4 separate regions of the Mus musculus genome follow, and regions 1, 3 and 4 are each linked to region 2. A link is a contact called in public ChIA-PET, HiChIP or PLAC-seq and Micro-C data. All regions are on one chromosome and are shown on one strand. Each heading gives the region's core, a stretch centred on a gene start, on an enhancer-like site or on the middle of the called end of the contact. The rest is flanking DNA. Distances are from core to core; before and after follow the strand shown. Region 1 has its middle 20 kb from the start of Lrmp. Region 2 has its middle 5.1 kb from the start of Gm32124. Region 3 holds the start of Sox5os3 (SRY (sex determining region Y)-box 5, opposite strand 3). Region 4 overlaps Sox5os3 (SRY (sex determining region Y)-box 5, opposite strand 3).

The links. A called contact is a pair of places that touch in the nucleus more often than the background predicts. ChIA-PET counts read pairs in DNA pulled down with a chosen protein or histone mark. HiChIP or PLAC-seq counts read pairs in DNA pulled down with a chosen protein or histone mark.
Region 1: a contact with region 2 is called in an RNA polymerase II ChIA-PET map of effector CD8 T cells, with 16 read pairs. The contact joins two enhancer-like sites. A contact is called at or near these places in 2 of 484 Hi-C or Micro-C datasets (Th1 cells and natural killer cells), 1 of 115 datasets of contacts at active chromatin or transcription factors (effector CD8 T cells) and 1 of 9 other capture datasets (adipose tissue).
Region 3: a contact with region 2 is called in a BATF HiChIP or PLAC-seq map of CD8 T cells, with 30 read pairs. The contact joins the promoter of Sox5os3 here to the enhancer-like site in region 2. A contact is called at or near these places in 2 of 15 datasets of contacts at CTCF or cohesin (CD8 T cells and large pre-B cells), 15 of 484 Hi-C or Micro-C datasets (B cells, CD4 T cells, CD8 T cells and 8 more), 6 of 115 datasets of contacts at active chromatin or transcription factors (CD8 T cells, DN3 thymocytes, effector CD8 T cells and 2 more) and 2 of 9 other capture datasets (bone marrow-derived macrophages and embryonic stem cells).
Region 4: a Micro-C map of B cells shows a contact between it and region 2, with 2.3 times the contacts expected there. The contact joins two enhancer-like sites. A contact is called at or near these places in 1 of 15 datasets of contacts at CTCF or cohesin (CD8 T cells), 8 of 484 Hi-C or Micro-C datasets (B cells, the CH12 cell line, Th1 cells and 3 more), 1 of 115 datasets of contacts at active chromatin or transcription factors (CD8 T cells) and 2 of 9 other capture datasets (bone marrow-derived macrophages and embryonic stem cells).

The regions. Positions count from the first base shown.
Region 1 is chr6:145,100,137-145,102,836 of GRCm38.p6, reverse strand. No RefSeq gene overlaps it. Among named protein-coding and RNA genes, the nearest start is that of Lrmp, 20 kb to the left of the region's middle. Within about 2 kb of position 1,431, at least 64 of the 459 cell types and tissues checked have an H3K27ac peak or open chromatin away from gene starts, as enhancers often do. A contact at or near this core is called in Th1 cells and effector CD8 T cells, where this site is marked.
Region 2 is chr6:144,901,477-144,904,176 of GRCm38.p6, reverse strand. No RefSeq gene overlaps it. Among named protein-coding and RNA genes, the nearest start is that of Gm32124, 5.1 kb to the right of the region's middle. Within about 2 kb of position 1,371, at least 178 of the 459 cell types and tissues checked have an H3K27ac peak or open chromatin away from gene starts, as enhancers often do. A contact at or near this core is called in B cells, CD8 T cells, the CH12 cell line and 11 more, where this site is marked.
Region 3 is chr6:144,671,561-144,674,260 of GRCm38.p6, reverse strand. It overlaps Sox5os3 (SRY (sex determining region Y)-box 5, opposite strand 3), which reads right to left and starts at 1,393. Exons shown (of 3, transcript NR_040519.1): 1 at 1,169-1,393. It also overlaps a transcript of Sox5 not described here.
Region 4 is chr6:144,691,964-144,694,663 of GRCm38.p6, reverse strand. Sox5os3 (SRY (sex determining region Y)-box 5, opposite strand 3) reads right to left here. Exons shown (of 3, transcript NR_040519.1): 3 at 832-1,404. It also overlaps a transcript of Sox5 not described here. Among named protein-coding and RNA genes, the nearest start is that of Sox5os3, 20 kb to the right of the region's middle. Within about 2 kb of position 1,268, at least 47 of the 459 cell types and tissues checked have an H3K27ac peak or open chromatin away from gene starts, as enhancers often do. A contact at or near this core is called in B cells, the CH12 cell line and bone marrow-derived macrophages, where this site is marked.

The DNA of each region.
Region 1 (2,700 bases), core at 182-2,681, 200 kb before region 2:
TTAGCCTCAAAGATTCTCCAAGCCAGGCATGGTGGCACATGTCTGTGCTCCCAATACCAAGGAGAAAGATAAGGAGATTCAAGCCATGAGTGGTCTACACTGAGATTCATGCCAGCCTGGGTCACGTAAGACCTTGTCTCAGAAATCTACCCTTATTTTTTGTATTTCTATGTACAATGTATACTATCTCCCAAAGAATTACAATCAATTTCATAACTTTATTTTGACAGAACTTGCTACGGGCAACCCTGGAAGCCCATGATGGAGATACGGTTTTTATGAGCAAGTACTTATTTTAGTATTTATCTTACACAAATTTTTGTTCCAGTGAAGGCAGTTCTAACACAGATGGAGGAGAATAATTAAACGTCTAAGACCATCTGTGTTAAGTTCTTCCACAAACAAAGAGCACTGTGTGGTTAATAATGTGGGCCGAGAAGTCAACAGGAAGGACCCAAGCCCGTGAGGACCCATGTCTCTTCTGCCCAGCTATTGTCTGTTGTCATATTTATTCACCAATCACAATTAACTGGGGGAAGGGTGCAGCTAGCATCTACATGGGGACTCTCTGTCTCTGGATAACCAGTTTTGGGGGCTCAAATTAGCATCAGAATATAAGCAGCATCAGGCCAACCCACCAACAGATGGGTTACAGGTGTGTGTAACCACGCCTGACTTACATGGTATTAGCGGGTGAACCTGGGTACTTTGTGTATCCTAGGCAACAGAACACCATCCTGAGTTTGGACAACATTTTTAAATTCTATGTACTTTGCATGTATAAGCTTGTGCACATGTGTGCAGGTTCACATGAGCCACACTGTGCATGTGTAGGTCAATGGAAAACTTGTGAGCTGGTTTCTCTCCTTCAGCTATCTGGGTTCCAAGATGATCTCAGGCTATTAGGGCTGGTGGCAGGAACCTTTAGTCTCTGAGACATCTCACTGGCCTGAAACATGCATTTATGATGAATGAGGTACCAATACATCAGATTCTAAAAATAATCCATATAACCTTTGCCATCCTGTCAAGCTGTCACAGGGCAGGATGCGGGCTGAAGTCCTACCAACTCAGTAGAAGGAGCACACAGGCTCCTGCAAACTGTCCTCTGATCTCCATGTGTGCATGCTTGCACACACATACAGCACTGATAACTAAATGTAATAAAAATTTTAAAATAACTATCAGTTGACTTGTAGACATGTGTACTGACATATCTGAGTGAAATGTCCTATTGAGAATTAGCCCCAAAGGGGGGGGGGGAGAAACAGGGAAGAGTTAGAAATGAGACATACAAATATAAGGTTATAAAAATTATATTACATTGTATTTATTTGGTTGTGTGTTTGAGAGAGCGTGTACGCACTTCATCGGGTAGGTGGAGCTCAGAAGAATTTTGGGAACTGGCTCTCTCTTCCACCATGTGGGAGCTAACATGAGTGTTAAGCCTTGGACACTGGGCCTCTGTGTGTGCGTGTTGAACCACCTATCTCCCTGGCTCCATGGTGTAAAGGTTCGGTATGCTACCCACTTTACTTTTGTATGTCTTAACAAACATCTCCACAGTTAAAAAAACAAAACAAAACCCAAAGCCACATTGACAGAAGCGGCCACGGAAACGTGTATAGCAAACCACCCAGAACAGTGAGGGCCACCGCTTGGTTTTGCTTCCTGGGCTCCCCAGGACGGTGTCATTCTTACAATGGACAGGAAGTGTTTAGGTGCTAAAAATAACCCGTGGAAAGTTATAAAGAACAACCTCCCCCACCCCCACCCCCAAAAAAAGACAGAAGTGAAAAGCTAAAATTAAAAGTCTTTAAGCTAAATTCGGCAATCAGTTTCATACGCTTAAACTGTTTGTTCCTGAGCCCAGTCCTAGGGAGTGAAAGTCAGACAGTGGCTAAGTAGGTCCCCGAAATAAAGAAACAGCCATGACCCAAGCAGCTAGACTTCTTTTCAGATTAGGTTGTGCCCACTGTTGGGGGTGGGTCTGATGCTGTTATATATTCAAATGCTAAATTCTGTATCCCAAGATATGGTTGTCCCAAGAGGGGCAAATTCCCAGCCTTCGTTGTGCAAACCCTACTCCCCAATTTAAAACCGTTGGTTAAATAAAAATGTCTACAACCAATTACTGGGGAGAATAGAGAGAGGTGGAGTTTCGAGTTTCCAGGTGGAGGGGTTTGAAGGTAGGGACCATGAGGGGGAGGGGGAGGGAGCTGAGGAGGAAGAAAAGACAGAGAGAACAGTAGCTCTCCACTAGCCATGATGGACGGAGTGAAATGCCTCCCCAGAACAGCAGCCTGCTGGAGGAAAATAACTCAGAAAGATTCAAACAGCTTGGGGTCCACAGCTGGGGAAGCACCCAGTCTAGGGTTAGAGGATTAGATTAGGGGTAATCCCCCAGTAATTGCGCAGAGCCTGATAAATAAATCATCATTTTCAATTGGAGCTAGATGATGCTAAGCATAATTCTTTTATTTTACAGCCCGCCATGAGGGACATTGACAGACAGACAGACACATACAAACGATTCCACTTCTGCAAGGCCACACCATGTGCCATGCCACTCAGTTTTTGCTTCTGAGCACCTATTTTTTTTTTAAAGACTTATTTATTTATTATTATATGTAAGTACACTGTAGCTGTCTTCAGACGCACCAGAAGAGGGCATCAGATCTCATCATGGGCGGTTGTGTG
Region 2 (2,700 bases), core at 122-2,621:
ACCCTCCTGCATCCATCCCTCTTCCACAGAGGATCTTCCGAGCTAAGGCAGCACAGTCTCCCCATCTCTTTAAACTTAATTCCACCTGCACATTCTCTAATGAGGGGGAACTTTTGCTAACTTCTGAAGGTGTCAGCCTCCCTGAAGGTCATTAATCTAAGAAATTGCTCTCAGGGAATTTTTAAGGATAATTACTGGAACCCACAGACATGAACAGCATGGGAGGGTGGGTGTGGACCCTTTGACTTCTGGGCTGTAGCTTTTCATTAAAAGAATTTTTTTTTTTGGAGTAGAAATGTTTGAAAAGCATTATCACGCTCATATTTACAGTATAGAAAGACCACAGAAAGTCCTACAACCTTCCCTAGGAAGGTTATAAAGGGCACGGATACATGGAAATTGACTTTTTGTTTTTTTAAAGCAATGTCTGTTTGGATGCATGGGTAGAGCACGGATGTTCATTTCCACCCCCTCCCCCTGTTCCCTTCTACCTTATTGCCTACTCAGTTCCCAGAAATCCTTAATTTGCTTTGTGCAGGACTTAAACTCTATCAGATGTCTTCTCCATATGAATTTATGCTGCAACCACTCTGTCCAAGTGACAAGATTAAGTGACAAGACATTTGCTCGACAGTGCTTCTCAGAGTGCAGACAATGACTTGATTAAGGAGTGCGTTATGTATGCTTTGGATGTGACTGTGCCCCCAGGCCCGGGCATCTGAACACCCGTTCCCAGCTGGTGGTCCTGTGGGGGGAGATACGGAGCCTTCAGGAGACGAAGCTTCTCTGGAGGAAGTGGGTTGCTTTTGGGGCGGACCTCGAGGTTTGTGACCTGACCCCACTTCCTGCCTGCTGGTGTGTGGAGAGGTGAAGACTCTCAGCCGTACCCTCTGCTCCCCCAGCAGTGAATTCCTCGCCTTTCCCTCTGTACCCTTTCAAACCATGAGCCCCAAAGAGCCATTCCTCCTTTTAAGTAGCCTGTTTGCCAGAGTGATAAGAACTGGTCCAGAAGACATTCAGGAACAGCTAAAGCATTTTAAAGAGAATACAGGCTGCAGGAGGCTCTGTACAACTAAGAATCAGATTCCGGACACGCTCTGTGTTGGCTCTCACTCTACAGACACAACGAGTGTATTGTTAGCAGCCCTGCAGCTGCTTTGTCAGGTACCTGGGCTGGGACAGAACAGTGGGCTTGAAGGCACTGACTCCGCAATCAAAGTGAGGGAAGAGGTCCCGAGGTCTGAGGAACACCCAAGGGACAAGAGAGAGGATGGACATCTCTTTGGCAGCTTGGTGTCTACTCTGCACACTGAAACCATCCCAGGTCTGACTCAACAAAGTACCAGCACGGAGTCATCCGACCACTTCCTGGGTTTTCCCCCTCAAAGCTTTCACACCCAGCGTTGGCCTGCACTCCACCCTGCCAGAGGATGAGCTCAGCAGGCTGCGCAGGCGCGAAGGCCTGACAGACTGCTATGTAATGGTCCCCGGGGGCACCGGGCTTCCATCCCTGGAGGCAGGAGATGGAAGAGGGTTTGAACAACAGCAATTAGCTGGGGATTTTCTCCGTGTCTTGGTGAGAAACATCTGACCTCGAAACAAGTCTTTCTTTGGTGAAGAAGGGCGGTGTGTGCCTTACAGGAAACTCAAACATGACTTCAGAACATTACACACTGGATTAGGCAGAAGGGCACATGTGTGGCACCAGGGGGTGGGGTGGGGGGAGCTCGCCTCTGATTTTTAGAGCAGAAATACAACCGGAGCTTGAGTGAGGTTGTCAGCGGGGAAGCTTAGGCATGCTCCAGTCTGAGGGTCTTAGGCACTCACCGTTGGCAGATCACCGCGCCAGCCCTTCCTCCCCACCCCTTATTTCCTTCTTCTGCCAGCTTGCGCTCTCTGTTCTTCCCTATTTAAATATTTCTTCCTACTCAGAGCCCTGTAAGCACTTCATCACCAAAGTCTTTGATCTAGGAACAATAGCAGCCGTTTGAACAGCAGAAGAGAAACACTTGTTACATAATTTTACTTTCTCTCCAGACTTTGAACATATATCACCAAGTCAGGAAAACCTAGAGTGAAAGTTTCCAGGGCCGACCACACTCCAACCACACCCCGCCCAAGGCCCGACCACACCCTGATCAAGGCCCACCACGACTGACCACGCCCCAAACACGCCCCAACCTCCCCTGGCCTGCCTGCCTTTACATAGTGTTTTTATTTCTCACTCAGTTTGGTCACACTTTTCTGAGGCTAATTATGCACCGGCCTTGCAATCTTTACAAGATTTGCACATGACAAATTCTGATTTGCTTGTTACGCAGGGAAGGCAATCTTCAAGATGAAGCTTCATAAATAACCAAAAGGAAGACTTTTACACTCAACAGTAAAGCTAATTTATACTCACGAAAATTTTTTTTCTCCCACCATGCATTATACAGTGTCAGGCATAATATTTTAATCCCTACACTTTAGCACACATTTCAGCCTTCCTGGCTTTGATTGACCTATGGCGTCTCACTGCATCTTCATGGATTGTGGGACACAGAGGGCGGCAGCATATTATGGGCTGGAATGTGTTATTTTTCCACCTCTAAGTCTCCCTCACTTTCTTACATGGACACACACACACACACACACACACACACACACACACATACACAGATGATTATATTTAATGGTTTCCAAACTAAAATGACATCC
Region 3 (2,700 bases), core at 144-2,643, 230 kb after region 2:
AAAAGGGCAATTTTAGAAAATTGTGGTGAGCGAATGAAGCACTCGTTTATTGAAGAAATCAGTTTGCTATCTTAACCAGTGGCACCGGTGCCTTCCCTGTAATCTCTGAAAATAGATCGGCACTTTGCGGTTCACCAATCCGGAGATCACAAATGCTCCCTTACACCTGGCAGGCTCACACCTTTTTCAAATAAGATGCTATCATGGGAGCCTTGTGGGTTTATAAAGCCACAAGTTTATTAGGTAGATAAAATCTCTAAGCGTTTAGAAGTTTAAAACCAGGCTGTCAAACTGAATTTCAGTTATAATGGCAATTTCCAAAGTAAATATGACACAGTGACTTCTAAGGCTCCTCACTGTCTCCTTGGTGGTGGTGAATTCTGAACCTCGGCTGCAGCCCTTCCTGTCTGTGTGTGTTTAAATCCAGCCACGCGCTGTCAATGGTGAGTGTGGTGTCTTAGAGTGGAGACCTAGCCAGACACTTCTGGTTTGTAACCTACTTCCATGTTTCTGTGGATAAAAGACAGGCATACATTTTCAAAGGAAAAGAAACACAGCTTTATCATCATCACCACGACCACCACCACCATCATCATCATCTTATTATTATTATTTTATTGAAACAGCCTTGTCCCATAGACTAGGCTGATCTGGAGCTTACAATGTGGCCCAGGGTGGCCCTAAACTTGGTCCCTGAGTGCTTGTATCATAGATGTGAGCCACCATACCTGGCTCAAATATGGCTTTAAATAGACAATGCTGTGGTAAGATTGGAAAGCAAAAAAATTGGGAAGGAATTTCAAACAAAATTTAAACACATTTTAAAACAGACCCCCATGATTGATTGATTTATTATGTATTTTCATTATATTCATAAGTTTATGTGCACCATGCATGTGCAGCAACCTCTCTGTAGAGCGGGCCAAAGAGAACATCAGATTCCCTAAAACTAGAATTACAAGCCGTTGTTACCTGCCATGAGGGTGCTGGCGACCAAAGCCGAGTCTTCTCCAAGAGGAGCAAATTCTTCTCCTGCTGAGTGTGTCTCTCGCCCTTAATTATAGAGAGCTTACAGCTATCTTTGTTCTAATGTGTGCTCTGTGTGTGTGTGTGTGAATGCACATGTCAGTGTATGTGTATGGGCATGCACATGTCAGAATGTACTTACAGAGTTAGAGGAAGTTTGCACATGTCAGTCACCTCCTTCGATCACACAGGCCCTGGAAAGTGAGCTTGTGTTGTCCAGTTTGGCAACAATCGCCTCTCCCTGCAGAAGCCCCTGACCAGCCAACTGCCTGCCATGCCTGTGCTGGCTTCACAGCACACAGCATCACACGTGCTGCTTGTCTTCTTAGCACGGGCTCTGGGGAAGAGACTCTGAACCTCTGCTTACAAAATGAGCTCCTTACTCACTGAGCCCCTCCCCAGCCCCTGCTGACGTCATACCCCAGCCCCTATGAGGTCATACTCCAGCCCCTATGACATTATAGTAGCACAAGGCACCCAAGCCAAATCAAGTTAGTGCTGCAGAAAAGGAGACGAGAGCTTGTGGTGTAACCCCAGTCAAGCACAGTTGCTGGCATGACAATATGAACGTGTCACCCACCAAGAGGAGCCATTCTTTCCCGATGCCAGTTGACTCATGCCTATTGCTGTTCTATCAGGGGTGGAATATCATGACTCACGGCTTCATAGCCACCGGTGGAAACCCACCTCACACCAAACCATTTTCTTCCCAGCTCTCTTGAGTAAGATAGACATGGGCTGGTATGTTTCATATCTTATATTGTGGGTTCTATCTTTTCACGTTGGCGGCTATGGTGGCAAAATCCAAAATTAGTGTATTTGATGAAAAAACCCTCTGGGCCATTTTTTATGGCCTTACAGATCGGCTTGGGGCATGTCAGCCATGTAACCAATTGTTCTCTAAAAAGGTAATATTTCCCCTTTTCTTTCTGTAGTTGTCTGGTCACTTAGTAGAGGACACTAAATATAAGAGTGAGGGTTTGGGCTAGCTGCATTTTACCAGGTAGATGCCAGACTTCCAGAATGTGTGTGGAGGAAACTCCCCCAGAAGAACTTTCAGCTGCTGCTGTCTCGCTTTTGCCAGTGAGGACTCACCCTTACATCCATTAATGTTCCTGGCTTGTCACACACCTCACAAGGATGGGAAGTCACCTCAGAGGCAGCACCGGAGTGGAGGAGAACTCACAAATGACAGTTCTAATATTAGACAGATTGTCCCTCAGAGTGCAAAGGTAGTCTTACAGGGTCCAGGAAGGTTTATAGCCCAAGTAAAAGCAATTCTGAGAAGATGGCAGTTTGAACACCACCCCCTTAGCTGGGTCTGCCCTACACTTGCCCATTTGTTAGGCCCACAGTGTCAGAAGTTGACTATCTCTCTGTGGCTGGCTGGTGGTCAGATTCCCTGTCATTCTGCTGATGGGTTGGGGGAAGCTTCCTTTGTTACTTATAGTGTAAGCTTTCGGGAAGCCACCGGATGTGGCGGCGGATACCAGTGTCGTCCACTGGACATGCTTTCTGCAGAGAGGGTTAGTTACCATGGAGATGACCTGGCTGGTAAGAGGACCAGCCTTTAGGATGGACCTCAGATTTTCCTTTTCCTTTCCATCTAATTTAATTTGACTGCAAAATGTCACTTCTGTTGCATTGATTAAGCTTCTTTGCTGCCACCAGCAC
Region 4 (2,700 bases), core at 19-2,518, 210 kb after region 2:
AAGAAGCAAAACTCATTGACTCCAATTTGGACTTCTGGGTGTGGGCTGCCCACTCCAATGTAGGTATGGGATGCCTCCCCTCAGGTTGTTGGTCAAAGGTGTCCCCAGATATAGGCTATTGCTGATGCTCTTGGTTAGCCACCAGAAGGTAATATGAGACCCTGATGCTGAAGACACCATAGACATAGGTCACATTAGGTAAGGCCTTGAGTTCTTACAGACCAAGGAGTTTCGTCCCTACTGGCTCGTTCTCAGAGTACTGAAAGGCAGCATGCAGTCTACTGGTAGGAACATACCATTGCAGCACACCTACCCGTGAGCTGCAATAATAACGGCGTCTCAGTATACGTTCATGGACTCGGTGGTGGCTGGAGTGAGTGTCGTGGGGGCGAAGAGCAGCTTTCCACAGTTTGCCAGTTGGTGAGACAAGACTTTCCCTTTGGATTTCTTTCTGTATGATTTGGAAAGCTACAATATTTTAAAGCAATTCATGGGCTTTCCCTACTGCTAGGATGCTGGTTGCTAGCATGGCTATTATTTTTTTAAGTGAGCGCTTTTCATCTAGTGAAATTAAAAGTTTGTTTAATGTTTTTATCTGGGTGATATATAGGCAGCTAGGTTTGTTTTTTCATTTTAAATGAAACATGTGCTTTATTATTTACTTCCTTCCTGTTCTTTTAAAAATACTCTATATTATATGATAGCTATGTATGTGGGAGGCATGTCATGGTGCGCGTGTGGAGGCCAAAGGACCACTTGCCGGAGTCAGTTCTCTCCTTCCACGTGTGGGATCCTGTGGATCAAACTCATCCATCTCATCTGCTGAGCTGTCTTTCAACCCCCATTCCTTTTATTTTTCATATTAAAACATGCTGTAAGTTGATCTTTTAGTCAGCATACACACAATGGGTTTCATGATGGCATTTGCATATACATGAGTCACAACCCTCCCATTTCTCCTCTGCCCACTTCCTCTCATCCCTCAGATCGTTCCCACTTCTGCTTTCATACCAGCTATCTTCAAGTCACACACCCCTCTCATTTGTTTAAACATTTCTGGATGATGAGATGGATACATTCGATACGCTGATTTTAGATATTAGCAAGCTTTTGGGTCAATGATACTGAAAGCCATGACATTAAAGCCAAAGAAATCTGGTGACATGGATTAGATTGACAGTAGAAATGGAAACTTCGAGGATCTTGCCAGAGCGTTGTGCCTTTGGCTGTGATACATCCCCACTTACTGGGTGAGCCCCTTGCTGGAAGATGACGGTTACATTTGAAGAGCTTGCCAGGTTGGAGTGAGTTAGCAATGAGTAACTGACAGCATCAGAGTTCAAATTCATCTCATTGGGATGGCTTGACAGGCCACTGCTGTTAAGGTCAACAGAAAGTCTCTCTCTAGAAAGAAAAATTAGCAAACACATGTTTATTAGGGAAGGGTCTCTGAGGCTCCAGAAGAGTCAGCATGAGCGAATACCACTGAATTATGAACTCTGTTGGAGGGGTCCCCAGATTTACCTACACCAGTAGTGTATGCAAGATGCCTTATTTCTAACTAGTGCTGTGTTGTGCCTTAAAGGAATTACAGGGACTAGCAAGCAAAATGGCTTGAGGAAGATACAGGAACAGAGGGGCTCCAAGGTCAAGATGGCTCTTGGAGGCAAGAGATCTGCTCACATCAGTAGACTAGAGTTTCTCCCATGTGCTCATGGTAGGGGCCATGTGGGCTCAGTCTAAAGCAGTGATTCTCAACCTTCCTAATGCTGTGACCCTTTAACACAGTTCCCCACATTGTGGTGACCTCCCAATTGTAAAATTATTTTGTTGCTCCTTCATAACTGTAATTTTGCTACTGTTGTGAATTGTAATATAAATAAATATCTGGTATGCAAGATATCTGATATGGGACTCCAGTGAAGGGTCATTTAGCCCTCAAAGGGTCATGGCCCACAGGTTGAGAAACACTGGTCTAAGAAAGGCTTTCTATTGTAACTGCTAAGACTAGTGTGGTCGGTTGCTGGAAACAGCTATTTTCCAAATGCATCCACTGGTGTTAAATCAATGACTCGATTTGTTGGTGACTCACATCTGATAGTGCTTAGCCAGGCTACTGAGTCTGCACAGGGGTGGGGGGTCTTGAGTTTTGCATTATCTGATGAAAGGTATACGGGCTACCAGTTAACCTATTAAAATACTGTATTTCAAAACATAATTATGGTGAGGCATGGTGGTGCATGCTTGCAGTCCCAGAACTTAGAGGTGGAGGCAGAAGAATCAGATGTTCAAGTCCAGCTTCAACTAAATAATAACACAGTGACCAGGCTGGGCTATAGGAGACTTTGTTTCAAACAACAAGCAATGGCAAGAACCTATAATCAAAAAACCTGCATGTCTCATGAGGCATCTAGTGCCTTCGTGTGGATGTGATGTAGTGGTTACGTCAGAGGGTAGCAGAGAGCCGAGCATGGCGACACATCTGAATGCTAGCGGCCGAAAAGGCCCTCTTGCTGTTGGTAGACAGAAAAAGGGAGCTACACGCTTCAAGTTTGAAGCGAGGGTATTGACATGTTTAATGTTGAATAAAGAGGCCTCAGTGTGGGAAAAAGTGCAATATCCATTATTGCCAGTTATTAACTCTATCCTATAACTCACGATAGTTTTTATAGGTGCATTTTAGATACGTTACCTCTGGCC